Regions from separate parts of the Mus musculus genome. Here all the other regions are linked to region 5. The links are chromatin contacts, called in public HiCAR-type, HiChIP or PLAC-seq, Micro-C and promoter capture Hi-C maps. All regions are on one chromosome and are shown on one strand. Each heading gives the region's core, a stretch centred on a gene start, on an enhancer-like site or on the middle of the called end of the contact. The rest is flanking DNA. Distances are from core to core; before and after follow the strand shown.

The links. Promoter capture Hi-C pulls out the DNA fragments that hold promoters and counts their contacts. Hi-C and Micro-C count contacts between places; a contact is called where the count stands out from the background. HiCAR-type assays count read pairs that join an accessible place to other places. HiChIP or PLAC-seq counts read pairs in DNA pulled down with a chosen protein or histone mark.
Region 1: an H3K27ac HiChIP or PLAC-seq map of embryonic stem cells shows a contact between it and region 5, with 8 times the contacts expected there. The contact joins the promoter of Ebi3 here to the promoter of Rab5a in region 5. A contact is called at or near these places in 2 of 39 promoter capture datasets (embryonic stem cells and liver), 2 of 484 Hi-C or Micro-C datasets (B cells and cardiomyocytes) and 5 of 115 datasets of contacts at active chromatin or transcription factors (embryonic stem cells, extraembryonic endoderm stem cells and stem cell-derived neural progenitor cells).
Region 2: a HiCAR-type map of astrocytes shows a contact between it and region 5, with 8 times the contacts expected there. The contact joins the promoter of Fsd1 here to the promoter of Rab5a in region 5. A contact is called at or near these places in 2 of 115 datasets of contacts at active chromatin or transcription factors (astrocytes and epiblast stem cells).
Region 3: a contact with region 5 is called in a promoter capture Hi-C map of pre-B cells, with 4 times the contacts expected there. The contact joins the promoter of Pot1b here to the promoter of Rab5a in region 5. A contact is called at or near these places in 13 of 39 promoter capture datasets (the 3T3-L1 cell line, 3T3-L1-derived adipocytes, the C10 cell line and 7 more) and 2 of 115 datasets of contacts at active chromatin or transcription factors (astrocytes and large pre-B cells).
Region 4: a Micro-C map of embryonic stem cells shows a contact between it and region 5, with 12 times the contacts expected there. The contact joins the promoter of Tbc1d5 here to the promoter of Rab5a in region 5. A contact is called at or near these places in 7 of 39 promoter capture datasets (the C10 cell line, cranial neural crest, embryonic stem cells and 4 more), 1 of 484 Hi-C or Micro-C datasets (embryonic stem cells) and 2 of 115 datasets of contacts at active chromatin or transcription factors (astrocytes and large pre-B cells).
Region 6: an H3K27ac HiChIP or PLAC-seq map of embryonic stem cells shows a contact between it and region 5, with 7 times the contacts expected there. The contact joins the promoter of Zfp119a here to the promoter of Rab5a in region 5. A contact is called at or near these places in 2 of 39 promoter capture datasets (the 3T3-L1 cell line and the C10 cell line) and 2 of 115 datasets of contacts at active chromatin or transcription factors (embryonic stem cells and neural progenitor cells).

The regions. Positions count from the first base shown.
Region 1 is chr17:55,951,122-55,954,294 of GRCm38.p6, reverse strand. Ebi3 (Epstein-Barr virus induced gene 3) reads right to left here and starts at 1,672. Exons shown (of 5, transcript NM_015766.2): 1 at 1,367-1,672; 2 at 277-406. The coding sequence starts at 1,433. It also overlaps a transcript of Zfp119b not described here.
Region 2 is chr17:55,984,627-55,988,114 of GRCm38.p6, reverse strand. Fsd1 (fibronectin type 3 and SPRY domain-containing protein) reads right to left here and starts at 1,604. Exons shown (of 13, transcript NM_183178.2): 1 at 1,462-1,604; 2 at 277-372. The coding sequence starts at 1,476.
Region 3 is chr17:55,710,894-55,714,026 of GRCm38.p6, reverse strand. It overlaps Pot1b (protection of telomeres 1B), which reads left to right and starts at 1,391. Exons shown (of 17, transcript NM_028370.2): 1 at 1,391-1,487; 2 at 3,121-3,133.
Region 4 is chr17:51,177,409-51,180,786 of GRCm38.p6, reverse strand. It overlaps Tbc1d5 (TBC1 domain family, member 5), which reads left to right and starts at 1,435. Exons shown (of 22, transcript NM_028162.4): 1 at 1,435-1,687.
Region 5 is chr17:53,477,147-53,480,510 of GRCm38.p6, reverse strand. Rab5a (RAB5A, member RAS oncogene family) reads right to left here and starts at 1,277. Exons shown (of 6, transcript NM_025887.4): 1 at 903-1,277.
Region 6 is chr17:55,876,664-55,880,242 of GRCm38.p6, reverse strand. It overlaps Zfp119a (zinc finger protein 119a), which reads left to right and starts at 1,290. Exons shown (of 4, transcript NM_144546.6): 1 at 1,290-1,383. The coding sequence starts at 1,381.

The DNA of each region.
Region 1 (3,173 bases), core at 423-2,922, 2.5 Mb before region 5:
GAAGCACCATGGTGAATCTCGAAAGGAACCTGGGTGCCCGTGAGGCCCCAGCTCACCCACAGCTGACTGTGGGTCACGCTCAGGGGGTGATATGCTCAGGGGGACTTGGGGACTGTGGATTCTGAAGAACTCCCTAGAATACCCACACCCCACACTTGTTCTGTTGCTTTAGAAGCAGGTTCCCAAGGGGCCTAGGCTGCCTCCTACCCTGAGTGGATCAGGACATTGGAATCTCTTGATACTTGGCTTCCTCCTAAACCCTTTCCATTTTCTGACCTGTAAGTGGCAATGAAGGACGTGGATCTGGTGGAGTTGGGAGCCTGGAGAGGAGTCCAGGAGCAGTCCACGGCCACGGGATACCGAGAAGCATGGCATTGCACTCTGGGCTGGCTTAGAGCCACGAGAGCTGGAGGAGACAAAGGAACAGGAGCTTCCGTAGGCCATGTAGGACCTGTTATGCATGGAAGCATGAGCTCCTATACTTACTACAAACCCCAAGGTTCTTAGCTCAATTTCTAGATGAGAAAACTGAGGTTTTTTTGTTTTTTTGTTTTTTTTTTTTTTTGGTTTTTCGAGACAGGGTTTCTCTGTGTAGCCCTGACTGTCCTGGAATTCACTCTGTAGACCAGGCTGGCCTGGAACTCAGAAATCCACCTGCCTCTGCCTCCTAAGTGCTGGGATTAAAGGCGTGTGCCACCACTGCCTGGCCTGAGGTTTTTTTTTTTTTTTCTTCTTTTTTTCTAATTTCCCTTCTCTCCTTTCTCCTTCTCCTCCATCTCCCTCCTCTTCCTTCTTCCTCCTCCTCTTCCTCCTTCTGGAGGGTCTCACATAGCCTAGGCTGGCCTTGAACTGTGGATTCTGAAGAACTCCCTAGACTACCCACACCCCACACTTGTTCTGTTGCTTTAGAAGCAGGTTCCCAAGGGGCCTAGGCTGCCTCCTACCCTGAGTGGATCAGGACATTGGAATCTCTTGATACTTGGCTTCCTCCTATGTGACTGTGGATGACCCTGAACTCCTGAGAGCTTCATGGCAGGTGTGCCCCACTATACCCAGTATTGTCTACATTTCTTTTTCGTTTTCTTTTCTTTTACAGCTGCTGAGTCACAAAGGTGAGGCTTCAGGTTTCGGGTTTCTGAGAGTCAACTGTCTAGCTCCACAAATGTCTAAGTTCAAGGGTGCCTCTGCCTGGATAAATGAGGTTTTGAGGCTTCATGCCTCAGTTTCCCCATCCCTGTAGTAGAAGGAGAACAGGTCCAACGGGTATAGGTGTGAGTTCCCAGCTGATGGTAGATATGACCTTAAACTGAAAGGGAAGGACTAGTTCCCTCCGCCCAGGTGCCCCAGTCCCCCTGTGGTCACCTACCTGTTTCAGTGTAACCAGGGGAGCGGCTGGCCCAGAGGGCAAGTGACAGGAAGAGCAGCTTGGACATGCTCTGTGGCTCTGTTCCTTGGATCCGAGTTAGTGACCCATCAGAGAGAGGGTGAAGGACAGGGGACTCACACAGGGAACCTGGCCCCAGGGAAGGACCTGCCCAGTGTGGCTCAGTTGTCCAGTGTATGGGGCAGGAGATGATGATGGTGACGGGAACCCTGATTCTGTCACCAGCTGCTGTGTGTATGTGTGGGGAAAGGCCTTGAGGTAGAAGGAGGGCCCCAAAAGGGAGAAGTCACTGAGCAGCTTTCCTTCCGGCTGATGGCCAACGGGGAAGCCCCAGGAAGGGGCCTGAGGCACAGGGAGAGGAGGGAACTGAGAGAAACAGAGACAGAATCAGGGAGAGAGAGAGACAGAGACAGAGGGACAGAGAGACAGGGGGACACTGTTCTAGAAACTGGGTAGTGTTCCTCTCACCACTTACAATCTCACCCAAGCTGCATCAGGCCCCAGACAACAAGGAGCAACTACCACCTCCAGGTTGTCCCCAACTCCAGGGACACTGAACTGTGCAAGACACCTGTGCAGAATACCCAAGGAAACCCCCATGGAGAGGCTGAAGTCTCTGGGAACTCCAGGTCACTTGTGTCCCTTCAGCATCAACAGAGCTCAGAACCCTGGGGGATTCAGGGGGTTTGCCTAGAAACAGGGGGGTGGGGAGTGGCAGGAGTAGGAACAGAAAAAGGCATAACAATACTCAGGCTCAGGCATAACAATAGCCATTTGTCATCCTAGCATGTGGGAGGCTGAGATAGAAGGATGTCTGTGATTTTAACTCCAGCCAGATACACAGGGAGACTGCCATCTCAAAATAAAAGAAAAGAAAAAAAGTAAGAAAGGAAAAAATAATAATAGATGAGGGTCTAGGGCCTTGAGTTCAATTTACACACACACACACACACACACACACACACACACACACACACACACACGAACGCTACCACCAAAAGGAAAAAAAAACTCAAAAAACCCCAAGATGAACCAAAGTATTGAAGAAGAGTGAGAGAGTCATCTGTAATTATTTATTCACCTTTTAGCACTGATTGGAAGAGAACCCAAGACCTCAAATACACCATTCCAGCCCCAGCCCCTTCCTGGGGGTATAAAAGAAATAGGATTCACGCCCTGAGCCATAACTCCGTTTCCTGGTTTCTTTAGACATTGCATTGCATTCATACTTATTAACATACCTATGTTTTGGGTCCAGAAGCTCAGACTATGTTTTTAGCCCTCTTTGCCCCATCTTCACCCTTACCCAGTGCTCCAGACTAGTTCCATTTTTCTTGTCAATGAGTTTATACTCCTGGGGGATGGTTGGGGTGTAGGTGACATGTGCAGAGAATTGCAACATCCCAGGTATAGGGTGACAGGACTCAGAAAGTCAGAGTGTAGGGCGCCATTGGCAGAGTCAGCTGGGCACCACTAGTCAGATCCTAAGCTGGTCTCCCAGTCATGCACTCATCATGCACTGAGTGCAATGCTGGGAGCTGGGGGACTCGCCTGAATGACATGCAGGAGATGGTTGTGGTACAGTGCCATGCTCCCGGGCCTCTTCCTGTAGGCCTAAGAAATGGAGAGGAATGGGCAGAGGGATCTGGGGTTCAAGCTCATCATTTGATACATAGTGAATTTTAGGTCAGTCTGGACTACATGAAACCCTGCCTCAAAAGGAATGGAGGGAGGTAAGAGGGGAGGAAGAAAAGGAGAAGGTAGGGAATGGGGAGAAAGGGAACAGGAA
Region 2 (3,488 bases), core at 355-2,854, 2.5 Mb before region 5:
AGAGAGGCTACCATGAGGCTAGAGCAGTAATGCATGTTTTAGCCCCAGCCCTGGGGAGGCAGAGGCAGGTGAATCTCTTTGAGTTCCAAGCTAGCCTGCTCTATAGAGCAAGTCTTGAGCCAGCAAGGGCTGCAGAGAGAAACCCCATCTCACAAAAGAAAAGGCAAGGGCTATGCAGACGGGGAAACCAAGGTGTGGAGAGTCCCCAGCAGACAGAGGGGTGCCTCCTGGCCTCTCCCCTGCACCCACATCTGCAGACAGGAGCAGACTGTTCACCTCTACATTCAGCAACATCTGCTTCAGGGAGTAGATGAAGGTCTGCGTCTCCTCATTCTTCATGGCCAGGGTAGTGATGATTTTTCTTAGCGCCTCCTGGGGGACAGAAGGAACATGGGGCAGCAGGTTGGGGGAGCGCTGTCCTCCAGGAATACAGGTCTGATGTGAGGCTGTGAGATTCCCATAGTAGAGAAGAAAACTGGAGCCCACAGAGCCTCTCAGGGACAGACTTTGAGCACTGAGCTTATTTGGTTTTGACTTTGGGTGTGTGTGTGTGTGTGTGTGTGTGTGTGTGTGCACATATGTATGCATGCACATGCATGTGGAGGCCAGGGGTCAATGTTGGCTGTCTTCCTCTCTCAATGTCCACCTATTACTTGAGTATGGTTTCTCAGTGAGCCTGGTCTAGGCCAGCTGCCATCGAGCCCCAGGGATCCTCCTGTGTCCGTGTCCCTAGGGCTGGGGCTGTAGTGTATGCAGCTACACACTAAACTAGCTTCCTACGTGGGCGTTGGGAACTTGAACTCAGGTTCTCACATTTGCATAGCAAACACTTTACCCACTGAGACACCTCCACAGCTCCTTGTTCAGTTTTGGAGACAGAGTCTCACTGTGTAGCCTAGGCTAGTCTTGAACTAACATCTACCTCTTGCCTCTACCTCTAGAGGATAGGACACAGGAGTGTACCACCAGCAACCCAGGCCAGTAGGTGCATCTTTAAAGCTGAAGGTGAGCTGCACCGAGAGAGTAGTCTGGGCAAGGCGAGTCCCAGAGTCCAACTGAGTATATGGAGAAACAAACTTCTCCTGGGAGAGGCGTGATAGGCAGGGGTCCGCCTGGGAAGTGGACGGGTTTCACTTGGGCAGCTGGAAGGTCTTGCTTGTGAAGGACTGGGCAAGGAGAGGAGGATCCTCTGGGAAAGCAGGTGGAGGACACCAGAAGCCGGTTCCCACCCAGGGTGGTGGGGCTGGGCCCTGCGTAGCTTGGGTTGGTGACCTGTGGGGTGGATTAGGATCCCAGGCTAGGATGACGAGATGCTGAGGGAGGGCAGGAGCGGGGAGGAGAGGTAGGGGGTCTGCGTGTTAACAGGAGCCGCTGTGCGGGCGGCCCGTGCGGGGGGAGGGGCGCTGCGGCATCACCTGGTCCCCTCCCTGTTCCCAATCCCTGCATTTCTCCAGGTCCTACCCTCTGGTCTTCCATAGTTGCAGCCCCCTGTTGCCTTGGCCTGGCCGCGGGTCCCCTTCAGCTGGTTCTCCAAACCCTTAAAGTTCCTTGGACGCAGACAGCAGCCAACTAGCCTTCCGTGCCCTCGCCGCCTCCGCCGCCGCGCCCCCTGCTCAGCGCTCCATCACTACATGTACTACGCATGCGCGAGCGACCGGCGCTGCTTGGGAAATGTAGTTGTCTTCCTCCGGAGCTTGGGTTATCCCAGTGTAATACTGGGAGGGATGAGGAAGCCCTCAGGCGGAAGGCAGGATATCTGAGTTTGGCCTCTTATCCTGTCTTGTGAACTCAGGACTATCCCTTACTCACCTCAGATTGATCCGGTTTGCTATTCAAATTGGCACCCAGGGTGCCCACCCTTTCCTACCCTGAGAGCTGTCCTTCGGTGGCCCACATGCTTGCCACTTACTGCTTGTACAACCAACCAGAATAGAGCCATTATGGTCGCACAGTGAGACAAGGTCCTATACATCCCCCAAAGCCTCAGATTGTATCTTCCCCTAGAAACCTTTCTACCAGCCCTTGCTCTTCAGGGCTAGACATATTTATCTAAAGAGTTCATCTGCTATTAGCCCGGCAAAGGCTGAGGCAGAGTTTCTCAACCACATTGGGGTCAAATGACTTCTTCACAGGGATCGCCTAAGACCCTTGGAAAACAAAAATATTTACGTTATGATTCATAACAGTAGCAAAATTATGGGTATGAAGTAGCAATGAAAAATTTTATGGGTGGGGGGTCACCACAACATGAGGGACTATATTAAAGGGTTCAAGCATTAGGAAGGTTGAGGACCACCAGCCTGGGGCTTCATCAACCCCAGGGTCTTTAAACACTGCCCTCCCCCCACTCCTAAGAAAATAGGTCATGGTTGTGATTGGGTATGAGACAACTCTCTTGGTCAACTATTACAGTATTGGCCACTGACCCCAGAGTGGGGCTGAGGCTGGAAGTTGACTGTGAGAACCACTCACCACTCAAAGCCTCCGCTTCTGCCCAGACCTTGCAGGTGGCCATGAGAACCTGTAAGAGGCAGACTTGGCCTGGACAGGTTAAGACCACTTCATTCACAGAGAGGTCCTAACCTTCCAGCGGGAATGAAGATGGCATAATTGGCTGGGGATGTCTGTGCACTCACTGCCCACCAGGAGTTACAGCTGCCCTTATGGTTTGACTGAGAACAGGGTGACTTGATTTTCCTACCAGAGGAGGTCTCTCTCTCTAAAGCCCAGACTGGCCTGCAACTCAAGAGACTCCCTGCCTCTGCTTCCCGAGTGCTGGGATTAAAGGTGTGCGCACCACACCCGGCACAATGGCAACAGCGGTGACACTGATGGTTATTACCTGTGTGACCCCAAAGTTACCACAGAATTCTGCTGACATGGCCTAGCCCCATGCCCAGAACTGCAGACTGCAACAAGGGAAAGACTTGAGACCCCGGAACTTAGACAGGGGATTCCTAACTTATGTTGCCCAGGCTGGCCTTATACTCCACGTGTAGCCAAGGCTACCCTGTGTGAAGGTATTAGATTCCTTAGAACTGGAGTTATGGATAGTTGTGAGCTGCCATGTGGGTGCTGGGAGTTGAACCAGGTCCTCTGGAAGAGCAAACAGTGCTCTTTAGTGCTGAGCCATCTCTCCAGCCTTACCCTGGAAGTCTTGATCCTCCTGCCTTTACTGTGTTGGGATAACAGGTGTGCCCCACCATGTTTGTGTTAGGGGGTGCTAGAGTTGGAACCCAGGCCTTGTGTGCTCTGGAAGAGTGCCCACCCCACTGAGCCCTGGGCTCTCATCTCTCACCACCCCTCTGTCTCACACTCTGCCCTTGCTTTTCCTCTGCATCCTTTGTATATTTCTGTAGAATCTTCAAAGAGGTTTCCATTTCCACCACCCCAGTCTCTACACTCACAGATAAATGCATACTCCCTTTTGGATGTAGAATACTTTGAGAGAAACTGAGGCATGGGGTGGAAGGTACTCAGCCCCTTTC
Region 3 (3,133 bases), core at 142-2,641, 2.2 Mb before region 5:
AATATAAAAATAGAGAGGAGTTGATTAACATTTCTATTAGACCACTGTGGGTAGTATTAGGAAGTTTTAATATGGATGACACTAGCATAGATAAGCAGACATAAATAACAAACTAAAGAAGTACATTTTGATTTTAAGTCTCCTTTTAGTCTAATATACTCACTTCAAAATTCGTCCCATTTATATCATTTTAATGGGAACGTAAGTAGCAATGCCAATTTATTTGGTTTTCTTCACATATTCGATTCCATTGTGCCAAATTCTGACTTCATGTTATAGGTGGAATGTGCCCCAATCACACTGAATTTCTTTAACTCAATTACATGGAAATCACGTACATGGAAATATTCTTCTCAGTCATGGGAAAGATACCTTTAACTGATTTTTTTCTATTGATAGAACAATGGAGATCATTTCCATCCTACCATAAATGCATACAATCCCATCATTTTTGTCAATGCACTCAGTCTTTGATGAACTTTGATGAACTTAAGGGAGAAAGATTAACAGTTACAATTAACATAGGCAGTGCCATTAATGTTGCATGTAGTTTAAAAGAATGAACAAAAGACCTTCATTTTCATCAATGGAATTTCAAAACTTTCCCCACTTCCTGAAAAAAGTGGGTGGGTAAAATGAATAGATGTAGACTCAATTTAAACTAATAGTGGAACATTTTGTGAAAGATAAAAAAGTTATTCTGTGTTTAAAAATGCCTTTTAACCCGATACAAAGGGTTCCCAAATAACTCCAAATAATCGTGATAAACTTTTAAAGCCTACACACTTTTTAAAATTTAATTTTTAATTAATTTTTTTACACTCGATATAAGCCTACATACTCTTGTTCAGCTTTCTATATTCTGAAATTAATCATTACAAAGTTTCTAAACTCATGACAATTTTTCATCACTCAAAAATATAGTAAAGAACGATAAATCTTCAGACTAACAAAGGATTGTTGGTATTTTTCAACTTGCCTGGCAATAGCATAATAGCCCTAAATTGCGATTAAAAAAACAACAAAACAACATTGTTATCTTCGTCTATTTACATCGTGTAAAAGTGCATTTGGGTGCTTAACTTAGATTAACAAAGGGTTTTGCCTCTGATCCATTTATTCAACAAAATAGAATTTGGAGTCTCACTCGGAATAGGGTTCCAATTGGCTACAGGATTTAGGACTCTTTCAAGCCAGTTACTATCCTTTGAACAGTGTGTTCTCCCCCCCCCCCCCCCCCCCCCGCTAGTCCCCAGAAAAATCCATTAGGGGCGTGGAAAGAGGAGCAGCAGGCTTCCTACTCTGCAGGGACCAACTGGGAGGAGCTTGGCCGAGGCCCCGCCTGCCTTTCGCTTTTGTTATGGGAAGCACGAGCAAAAAGCGGGCGGAATGGTTGGAGTGCGCATGCGTGTGTCCCACGGCTCCGGAAGTCGAAGTCGCGTCTCTGCAGGTTGAAAAAGTTGCCGGGATCCTCGGTGTTCTGTGAGGTACTGAACGCTAGGGTGTTGGAGTTCTTGGTGTAATCGCTGGAGGTCGGGCCCTGGATGATATGAGGGGTCGTTTGCAACCACATTTGGGGTAGTTGTAGAGAAAGTGCGCTATGCGTTGGCGGCAGCGATAACCCGCTGTGTTCGGCATCCTCTCTCTCAGGGAGACCTCAAGCTTCAGGGGTGTGTGTGTGTGTCTGTGTGTGTGCGCTATGCGTTGGCGGCAGCGATAACCCGCTGTGTGTGTGTGTGTGTGTGTGTGTTATTGGGAGCCTCAGAGGCTTCAGGTACTTGCCCAGGTGACAAGTGTCAGAAGAAAAGCATGAACCTGGTGCACAGTGAACAGAGAGAGCGCTAGGATTAAAGGAACGGGCTACTACTATGCCGTGCAACAGGTCGGAAAACTGGCTTTTAAAAGTATTTTGATTCAAGCTGATACTTCCTGCTGAGGACACAAAAAGCATCGTTTTGCCAAAGTATAATTTGTTTTCAGTTTTTTTTTTTTTTGTTTTTTGCTTTCTTTAGTAATATTGAAGAGTATTAATGTAGGATCTACTTTTAATCTGTTTTTTTTCTTTGAAAAGTGGATAGTGACTTTATTAGTATGAGGTTCATATGAGTTTTAATCTGTTGTTTAAGAAATACCCATATGGTTGTTTACCAAGAGTCCATGGTGTGTGTGAGACAGAAAGTTTTAATATGAAAGCCAAAAGAGAAGTTGAAAGGAACTGTTATAAAACACTATCATGCCTGTACTTTTGACTAGGTAATTATTTTCCGAAGTTGACAGTGGGGCAGAGACTAAACTGAACTTTTTGTTTTGTATTGACTTGCCCTCATTGTCCTAGTTTATGAGTTTTTCATTTCACATTAAGAATTTTTTCTTTCTTAAATTGTAATTGGTTTCTAAAACAACATTTTATTTTGCTGAGAGATTGTATTACCGGGTTGAGAAAAAACACTTTGGGAAATTAATGAACTTCACTTTCTGTATCTTCAATAAGACTTAAGTTATGAATCTTACATATTTTTTTCCTCAGATTTTCCCCAGATGACTTAATATTTATTAGAACATGCTATATTGAATTCCTAAAAGTATGGTCCAAGTGAAATTCAGAGAAAGGTTCTCTAAAGATTAAGAAAGGGAATCGAATATCCTGACTGCCTGACACATCCCATAGTTCAGTATGAGTATATTAGGAGTACTGTGCCAGTGCAAGTTTTTAAAGGCAAGTGAGCATGCTTGCTGAAGATTGCTGTAATCCTCAGCCATAGATATTAGCAGCACAGGCTTGCACAGAGAGAGGTTCTGTTTGTGTGTGTGTGTGTGTGTGTGTGTGTGTGTGTTGTGTGTTGTGTGTATGCAGTGGGCTTTATGCAGGATGAGGCTGTAGCAGAGACCTTTGGGACAGTAATTCTCAGGTAGTCAGTCATATGTGAGAAGAACCCTTTCTCAGAACCTCTAAGTGACTTTATGTGTTTTGTTAGGGTTGATGCTACTCTGGCAGTATCCTGAAAACTTTCTTAAAAGATAAGACATTTCAAAGGCTTTCAGTTGTATTCAAACTTTTGCATAAAAAATGTATATAGTTTGTAAAAGCAGTCATCTTTACTATTTTTCTCTCCATTTTAGGGAAAAAACTGTT
Region 4 (3,378 bases), core at 186-2,685, 2.3 Mb after region 5:
AAATGGTATGGCTGCTTTCTGTCTTCTTTTATCCATCTCTGAGAAGCAGCTGAGCTTTATAGTCTTCAGAGATGTTCTTTTCATCTCTAATGAAATTGCCCTTCGGTCCCTTCTTAAATTATGCTATTTATGAGACTAAGCGTCCCAAGAGGGGATAGAGATTTCTCCTGTCATTTGGTGACCACACTGAAGGACCTCTACAGTCCCAGTAACACCAGCATAGTCAGTACTTCAGGAAGGAGATGAGGGTCTGCGGTGAGATATTTCGGTGCCGGAGAACAAAGTCCACTATACATTGTAGAATACCAGTCATGTGGCTGACTGCTGTATTGCTAGCTGGGAGAGCAATATCCAAATACAGCATGATGCATCTTCCTATTTCTTAGGATTCTGTTCATGAGACTAATGTAATCATGAGTTTAGCCAGAACTTTTAATAGCTTACTCTATTCAACCTGTTCAATTTCTGCTACAGTGAGAAGGGCATTAGAAAAAAGAGAATCACTGTGTTAAGTGTGGTATGCCTTCCTTGGAAGCTAGCTAACTTTCTGACCTCTGTTTTGGTTTCCATAATCTGAACATAACAACTGATTTTTTTTTTTTTTGCGCTATTTGTAAAGACAGATTAATAAGAGATCTCTCTTTCTCTCTCTCCAACTCAGATGAGCTATTTACCACTTTCTTATTGAAGAAGAAAATACCAGCCTCCCATTGCTGGAGGTTAAATGCAACTTTAAGTCAGGATTAAGCAGGGGCATAGGGCGGTAAAACCAGGGTCTAGTCATTTGCCAAAATTGTCATTCATTAGATTAACTATCTAATGACTAGTCATTAGTCTAGATTCGAGGTCTGAGAAGATAAAACCTGTGTGTTTTTACAGGTGTGGGGTTGCTAAAAAAACAAAACAAAAAACAGCACCTCTCTGGATTCATACAAAGAAGGTCTTCACAAAGAGGTAGTGAGTCCCTACAAAATTGGGTGGCACGACCTATCTGTCATCAGTCTGTACAGCTGTAGACCAAGGATGAAGGGAAGGCCATTTACAGGAGACAAGGAAATTGTGCGATCCGAGGCAGGAGTGCCAGATTCTTAGGACGTTCCCAGGCCTGACTTATCTCCTCGATGCCAGTCCCACCCTGGGAAGCTGGTGGCAAGTGGGGGACCTCGGGTTGTGGCAGAAGGCCGGCTCCCACTGTAGGGAGGCCCCGCGCGCATGCGCATCGGCATGGCCCAGGCAGCTCCATTGGTCTCGGGCGTCCCCTTTTCCCTCTTCACCCCGACCTATCCCCCAAGACACCAGGCTCCCAGAGCGCGGGTCACCCGCGGCTCACCCGCTGGCTCGTCCCAGGCCCGGGCGCGCGCCTGCGCACGGGTCCCCGGGCGCGCGGGGTTACTAGAGGTGGAGCGCCGGGAGGGCGCGCAGCAGGAGGCGGACGCCGTTACGGAGGGAGCGTGGTCACGTGGCCGCTGGTCACCGCCGCCACCTCCCGCCCCATTCTCTTGCTGGTCGGGCCAGGCCCGGCGTGTTCCACGAGAGCCCGGCAGACTGACGGGGAGAGAGAGAGAGAGAGCGAGAGAGCGAGATAAAGAGAGGAGAGAGACAGAGAGACTGACAGAGAGAGAGAGAGAGAGAAAGGAGGGGAGGAGGATTCAGGGAATAGGAGCTGGGGAGCCCTGCTGCGCTACAGGTAAAAAAATAACATAACGATGCTAACGGTGAAAAAGCGCCTCGCCTCCCCCGTCAGCCTCCCCGGGCAGCTGCACAGCCGTCGCTCCCTCCCCGGCCTCCCCTCAGCCTCGCTGGGCCCCGTCCCGCCGCCAGGGAAGGCCCGAGCCGCCGGCCGCGGCTTGCGCGCGGGCTGGGAAGGGAGGCGGGCTGGGGCTCGGTCCGCTGCGGGCCGGCGGGCGAGCGGGCGGAAGGGCGAGCGCGCACACGGGCGAGGCAGCCTCTCTCAGCCCGCTCGTCCCAGTCCCCGTCCCCGTTCGGTCCTCGCTCCCGGACGAGCTCGGGAAGCAGCTACCGGGCATTGCCGAGCTGCTCAGCCAGCTCTACTTCCTCTTTGGCCGGTTCCCTGTTTCTTTCAGCCCTGGGCTGCACGTTTCCTTCCCAGGCCGGAAGTCAGGCGGCTGGAGCCCGGAGCCGAGCAGCCTCGGAGGAGAGAAACCCTCTCCTGCCTTAATTTGCCTTAGTGCTACTTAAGTTAGTCACGCCGGCATCTGTCAGTTCGAGGCCTGGCAGGACCCGAGGAGAACGACTTGGGAGAGTTCCCCCTGCCCCCTCTGTTTTCCTGGAAATGTACTGTTCTTCCAATACATTCTGTGCAGATATGCGACCTAGAGTTTGGTCACTCCTAGTTACTAATAGTTTCAGGACGACTTACTAACCAATTCAGCGCTTGAGAATGGTAACAGCTTTTGAAGGTTACATCTTTTATAACCCTTCAACTTCCACCCCCCCCCCCCCATCACTTTCTGCAGAGTCCCCATTTCTCAATTCTGAACTGGACTGAAACTTTACTATGCAGGTTACATGCTAAACTGCCTGAGGTGGATTGTGCTGAAATGCTAGGGCTTTTGTACGCGTAGTCCATCACAGTGTAGTCCACAAACCACCTCTTATTAGTGTGCTGTGGCACAGGATGCACTATTGGAAAAGAACTCTTGGAATACAGTGGGAAAGAAACTCACTTTTCCGTTATGCGTCTTTGGTTCAGTTCTATTTCCAGGACTTCCTTGGTGTCCGAAATAGAATGGAAAGGGCAGCTGCAGTGGGATAGAGAGCGTTGATCAAACCTGAGTCCCTGGGGGTTGGGTTCTTGTTAAAAATGTGATAGGAATTCAGTGGATGTGGTAACTGATACAACTTGTTATTCTGCATTTCTCACGTGGTGATGGACAAGACCTTGTTCAATACAAAAGGTGTAAATATCTTCTGTGTATAGAAATGAAGTTACGTGTCTGTGAAGGACGGACACACACACACACACACACACACACACACACACCCCTTGGAATGAAGAGGTGGCCTGATAGGAAAGTTCAGTGTCAGGGTGCACTAATAAAGTTTGCTTGGGGGAAGTAGAGTGAACCAACGCTGGATTCCAGGAGAAGGAAAAGAAGTACAAATTGTGTGCTCTGTATGCTGTGTGGTGCCTGCACCACATTTTTGTTTTATTTATTTATTTATTTATTTATTTATTTATTTTTGTTAAAATGGTTTGGCGTACTTCTTAAAAGACTCGCTTCCCAGTTCATTGAGTTTTTATTAAGGCATAGGCTCGGAATCTTGGGTTCGTGTGTAATGCTGGTTGAAAGTTTCTTCGATTGGCAAAATCATTGTGTCTGATATCTTCAAGTGTAGCCTCAGTTGGGCAGTGTG
Region 5 (3,364 bases), core at 28-2,527:
TGCGAGGGCTGGGGGTGTTCAGTGAAGCTACTGCTCAGTGCACAGAGGTTCTGCACTTATAACTTGTACTTTTATTCCGTCAAAGAAAACTTTTGCATAATATGCATCTCCAATCTTTAAAATAGTTTTTTTATACAGTTAGGAAGTCTTTGATTAAAAAAATTGCACTGAGCCCTTAAATTGTGCCAGGCACTGTTGTGCTGCCTACTTTGTTCACAACCCCACGGGTTCAAATTTTACATTAAGAACGATTCTGGGCAGACCTCAATATTCTGGAAGATGTAACAGTTTTTTTTTTTTTAATTAGTTACGTGCAAGGCAACTGATTCAGAACTTTAAATCCATTTCGGCGAGGCAAAAACTAATATGCCAAGAGTGACAGTCAAAGCTTTAAACTTCTGGAGGCGTTAGGATGTTAACCTGCTCGCACCTTGGCCCGGGCTTCCCACCTCCCACGGAAGGGACCAGAGGATCCCACTACTCGCACAGCCCGGCCAAGCCGGTCAGAGGTAGGCGGAGCTCCCCAATCCCCACCTGCTGGAGGCCTGGGTTCCTGTCTGGAAGAAGCCGAGAAATCAAACCGGGGTGCCGGGGCCAGGAGCTCCGCTGGGCCTGGTGGGCGCGCTCCTGAGCCACCCCCGTCACCCCGGATGCGATCCGGCTCAGTAGCCGGGACAGAGCCCCAAAGACCGGGCTGGAGACCGCCAGGGCCCCAGGCTCTTCCCACGGCGCCATCTTGTGAAGGGAAGAGGGTGCCACCCGCCGCTCCCTCAGAGGATTCCCCACGTCCCAGGCCCCGAAGCTGCTAGAAGAATGAGTCACTAAGCGCTGAGGGCCCGCGGCGGCTTGGAGGCCCCAAGCCCGGCCCGGGACCACAGGGACCCGCCCCGACGGCGGCTTACCTGGGCCGCGTCTCCCGGCAGCGAGGCCACGCACGGCCCGGCCCGGCCCGGAGATCGGATGCGCCGCGGCTGCAGCGGCGGCGTCGCCTGCTCGCTCCTTCTTCTCACCCTGGCCGGCGCGGGACTCTGAGCGCCGCCCGCCGTGCCGCCGCCCCTGCCGGGCTGCGTCTCCGCCTCTCCGTTCCGCCTTCCTTTCTCCTCCTCCTCCAGAGTCGCCGCGCTCGAGTTCCGAGGACTTCTTCCTCGTCGTCGTCGTTCTCCTCCTCCTCCTCCCTCGGTCTCCTCCCCTCAGACCGCCCCGGCTCCTCACGAACCAAAACACAAACACTCGGGCTCCAGCGCAGGAACTGCTTCCGCCGGCTCCGCCACGTAGCCGCACGCAGCGAAGAACGCCGTGACGTCATTTCCGCCGCTGCCCCTCCCAGGAGGCCGGCAGCGGCTTCCTAAGGGGGCGGGGCCGAAGTCACGTGACATCCCCGGGTGCGCTAAGGGAGAATAGTTCGGCCCTCTCTAACGCCTCCTTGATCTGAACCGACATCTTTGGGCTCCGGCTGCAAGGCGAGGCAGGAGCGTCAGGAATGAAGAGGGGGGCGTGGGGTTGCGTCACGTGTCTTCTCCAATTCCCTGGGGCCAGACCTACTCACTTCCTTGCTCTGCCTTCCTCCTCCCCGGGGCTCCACCCTCAGTACCACCATTGTTATCTGGGTGGCGGCGCTCTAAGCCGGCGGGTTGGGAACCCGAGAGGCGTGGGCCAGACCTGCGTTTTATGGGTCTCATCGGAGCTGACAGGGTCCCCACTGCCATTGTCAGCCTGGGTTGTCTTCCCATTGCGGCGATTTTCGGTCTGATGGTTCACTCACAGGCCTCTCACACCACTTCAGCAGCTCAGTAAAGGGGTTTAGGCGAGCGAGGGCTCCTGTGGCTCTGGAAATGCCCTGCTTTTCCGAGAATGGGCGTGTCTGTGATCTCGGAGAGAATTAAGACCCTTAAATTCAAAAGCTGCCTTTAGACAGCAAACCTCAAAAGAATAACTTGCTTTTATTGAGAGTTTACCTGTGTGTGTGGTTTTTTGTTTTGTTTTGTTTGTTTTTTGAGTGAAAAGGAGGAAATCCTAATAATTAGCGTTTATTTGGAATTCCCCATTGAACTAAGTAGTAAACATTTTGGAGTGATCTCTCTCTCTCTCTCTCTCTCTCTCTCTCTCTCTCTCACACACACACACACACCCATTGATAAGCACAGTTGATAAGCACACAGAGTCCTGGCATGTTTGTGGAATGAATGAGGGAGGCAAATAATTTGGCCACGATCACAGGTTAGATATAGTCTAGCCTGCAGCCGGCTCCATAACACTAGTTCTTAAGATTCCAATGAACAGCAGCCCAAGATGTTTATGGCTGCCCACAGCACACCTATTTAAGACGTTCCCTTGATCCGCATAGGTCCAAATACTCCACTCCCCTAAATTCTGGCACTGGTTTCTATCAAAAGAGTCATTCCTTGTCTCTGTCAGAAAGGTTCTGTGGTGCCTATTAGCATACCAAAACACAAGGCTAGCCTTCTGATTTACTCAGTACCTGTGGCTCTTCTCACCCCACTTCCTACCCTAAACTTCTCCAAGTCATGAGCTTCCCTCTTCTAGTTTCTCATTCCCATGTAACCCTACTATTTGACTCTCTCTCTCTCTCTCTCTCTCTCTCTCTCTCTCTCTCTCTCTCTCCCTCCCTCTCCCTCTCCCTCTCTCCTTCCCGCTCCCCTCTCCTGTGGCCTCCTTTGCTCCTTTGTCTTCCTGTCTCACTACCCCATCCCACCCCATGGCCATGTCCAGTCTACACTTTTCTCTCCCAGCTCTGGATTTTTCCAGATGCCTCTGGCTGTACTTTCCCTCATACCTACAACAAAACCCTTCCTTCCCTTCAAACAAGCATGCCTTTGAGTAGTCGTGGCCTCAGTTTATACATCTGGCACTACAAACTTCCTTTATACACAAACCACACGGACATGAATGCTTTGATCAAATCCACCCTTCCAATTTCCTTTCCCCCAAATACTCTCATATTCCACCATGACTTTTCCTCCTTAACTTCAAGTACTCTTTCTTTAAAATCATTTTTAAATTTGATTTTATGTTTATGAATGTTTTCTTGAATATATGTCTCTATACCATATGGCTCTCAGAAGAGGATGTCCTGCCCTCTTAGGTAGTAGTATCCTTTATTTACCTGAAGTAATTGCTGTCTCTGCATACTGCCACAGTCGGCTAATCTAGGACTGGTCCTGGAAGTTTCTAGCCTCTGTACAATCTAATCTAGGCCTAGAATGCCTTCAAGCTCCGAGGTTCCAGCTCAAACTCCTCTTCAAGCTAATTCAACCTGGCTTCTCACTCGGCCTTTGACTTTTTGCTCTGCTTGGCCTCAAACTAATTCAGGCGGTATGTTCTAATCTTCTGGCTCCTCATTTTC
Region 6 (3,579 bases), core at 41-2,540, 2.4 Mb before region 5:
TTCATCTGGAATAACAAAAAAAGTAAAACAAAACGAAACAGGATAATGAAAACTATTCTCAATGATAAAAGAAATTCTGGGGGAATTCACTATCCCTGACCTCAAGCTGTATTACAGAGCAATAGTGATAAAAACTGCATGGTATTGGTATAGAGACCGGCAGGTAGATCAATGGAACAGAATTGAAGACCCAGAAATGAACCCACACACCTATGGTCACTTGATCACACCCTGGTCACCTCCCCTTTGGGGGCCAGAATAGTTGGTGTTTGGGTTCATAGACCAAGCTGGTTTAAACTTTTTTTTTTTGGAGACAGGATTTCTTTGTGTATCCTCCCTGGCTGTCCTGGAATTACTAGGCTTAAACTTTTGATGTCCTGACTCCACTTCCCAAGTGCTGGCATAATGAGCCAGTGCAACCACTAAAGGCTGGGAATGTGTTAGTGTTTTGGCTACCAGTGTTTAGCTGAAAGAAGTGTGAGCAATTTAGATGAGTCTTTTTAAAAATGGATGATGCCTGGTGAATATCAACCAGGAGGTTTAAATTTGACCTGGATAGTCTGGATGCTCTTTTGGCTGTGAGGCAGGTGGATCACTCCACTTGAGGTTGTTTAGTGATCTGTGTATGCTAGAGACCTTGTGCCTAGATTAAGGAGCCTCCTGAGTGCAGCAGAGCAGGGACGACTGTGCAGTCCTGCTGTTAGGAAACATAATGGAGTGAGGTGAAGTAGCTTTGGCAGATCGAGCTGAAGTGTGTCCTGAGAAATTACGCCATGCATCTGGTGTAAAAAAGCTTTATTGGGGGGTGGGGGTTGGGGGACTGAGGTCCTGGCGAAGGGACAGAGGCAGAGAAGTGGGCATATGACAGGCAGAGAGAGAAAGGAGCGCACACCGGGAACAGAGAGACGGCCTGCCGAGTAGGGAGAGAGCTCCGGTGGCTGGTGGGTGGATACATTCATCCTGAAACAGACCGGGCGCGCCTGATGGCATCGGCAGGTGATGGCATCTGATGACAGAAGTCTCTGCTAGGTCCCCGAGAGTAGGCTTGTGGACCTGCCTGTACGCTAACAGGCGCAAGTTCTATGGCAATGCCTGTCTCTCCGCGTCTGAGACAGTTCTGTGCCTGAGCGGACACCAGGACTGGGAACCACTGTGCTGTGATACTTCACAGCCCTCGGTGACTAGGGGAGCTGTCACTCATTCCTTACTAGCCAATCACGGCCGCATGGATCCGCTAGCCAGAATGGGGAGAGCACTTCCGTTCCCTAATACTAAAGGTTCGGGCTCGGGTCTGAGGGAGGCTCTTGTGGTTCCGTGTCCTGGTCTGCCACCCGCTGCCGGGAGCTGTGAGGAGAGCGGGGCGAGCTCGGTCTCCACGCCATGGTGAGCGGGGCCGCCGTCCCCACGCGGGGAGGAGCCTTGGGAGACTGTGTGGGGTTCCTCCCGGGGTGCGGGAACCGGCGGTCAGACTCGCCGCCCGGCGTGATTGCGTTTGTTCACCTGAGGTCCCTGCACCTCCGGAGCGGAAGCCGGACGTCTGACTTCGATCCCGGGCTGCGCCTGCGCAGAGTGTGGGGCGCGGGTCCTGGAGTGAAAACATCCTTGTTGCTGACGTCACCATGCAGTGAGCGCCTCAGCTGCTTTTCCTGTGTCCAGGGAAGGCAGATGTGCTGACATGGAGAACCCTAGTTTCTCCGGTGTCTTCTACAAGTTCTGCACTTGGCACCTGAGGTTCTGATGTATGATCCGTCCGCAGTTAATTCTGTGCAGATGCAAAGTGTTTGCCATCGACACAGACTTGTAGATGCCTTGACCGTCCAGTAACGTGTGTTAGTAAGGCCAGGCTCACTGGGTTTCCTGGCCTCTTTCATCAACATTTACTCTATTTTAGTTGTGTGTTTTTTTTTCTTTTCTTTCTAAATTTTCTCTCATGTTCTGTTGATCTCTATTCTTTCCCAGGAAGTACTGTGCAGGCAGGTTTTCCCGGTTCTCTGAGAGAACTGGGTGGGGAGGGAAACAAGGGATAATAGCGAGCAATCAGAGAAAAGATACACACTTAAACCTGAGTTTGCAGGCCTCCAATTGTTTAATTTCTTCTTAGACAAGTTAGGGAAGGTTATTTTAAGGAAGCCTGTAACCCCTCTAGAGGAGTTAGTGTAGAGGAGTAAAGCTTTGTTCTCTTTATTTACTAAGACCAAACCTTCCTTGTTAGTTAGAAAAGACCTGTTCTGTCCCATAGTAAGGAGAAGTCTGCCTGCTCCTTCTGCTCTCTGCAGCTCTTTTTTTTTTCTCTTCCCTCTGCATTCTGTACATTGCTCTCATAGTTGTTTTTTTTTTTTTTTATGTTATCTATGGTTTCTAAGTTGTTCCACTCTGTATTCTCCTTCTAATCTTGCTCTCTCTTTCTGTTCAGATGTCACAAAAATGCTCTTATTCTCATTGCCTATATGATTTGATTTATGCCCCACAGGGTTGCCTTGGTCCAATCTTTCCTTCTTTGTAAAGGAAAAGTGTATTCTGAGCCCATGCATGTTGAGAAGTTATACTTTTTGTTTATTTTGATTTATAGAATTTGTATATTTTGAGTTTATATGATGTCAAAGTCAAGAGATTGCCCTTAGTATTCGACGAAACTTTAGACATTTAAACAGTGTTGGGACTGTGATATAATATGGAGATCTTTGAAATGAGAATAATTACATTTTGAATTATTGCTAGACTAGGAGCCTGTGATGGTTTGAATATGCTTGGCCCGTGGGAAGTGGCACTATTAGGAGGTTAGAGCCTCATCGGAAGAGGTGTGGCCTTGTTAGAGGAAGAGTGTGACTAAGAGGGTAGGCTTTACGGTCTGCTACAGCTCAAGCTTCACCCAGTGTAGAGAGCCTTTTCTTAGCTGCCTGTGGAAGAAAGTCTCCTGGTTGCAATTGGATCAAGGTTTAGAACTCTCAGCTCCTCTAGCGCCCTGTCTGCCTGCAGGCTGCCATGCTTTCTGCCATGATGATAATGGACTGGATCTCTGAAACTGTAAGTCAGCCCCAGTTAAATGTTTCATTTTATACAAATTGCTTTGGTTATGGTGTCTCTTCACAGCAACAAGACCCTGATTAAGAGAGAAGTTGGTACCAGGGACTAGGGTATTGCTGTGATAGGCCTAACCATACTTTTGTTTGGATGAATTCAAATTTTGGATCTTTGGGTTTGTAAACCTGCGGAGTACTTTAAGTGGAGCTTAATGGGCCATCCTAGCAGAAATATGGACGACATCAGTGCTGAGGGTGAATTGAATTCTGGTGGCCTGCCTGTCTCAAGAGCTTTCAAAGGGAAAGAACTTTCCTATGTTATCTAGAATTTGCTCTTGTGATATTTTGGTGAAGAATATGACTTCTTTTTTGCCCTTGTCTCAAGAGTCTGCCTGAGGCTAAGGTAAAGAGATTTATATTAAATGCATTGACAAAGGAAGCTTCAAAAACAGCCTAGTTTAGACTTTATCCTGTGGTTCACTTTTTTTTTTTGGTAGAATATGATTTTAATATTTTCAACTGTTAATATTTAACAAGCAGAATAATTATTTTAAGATAT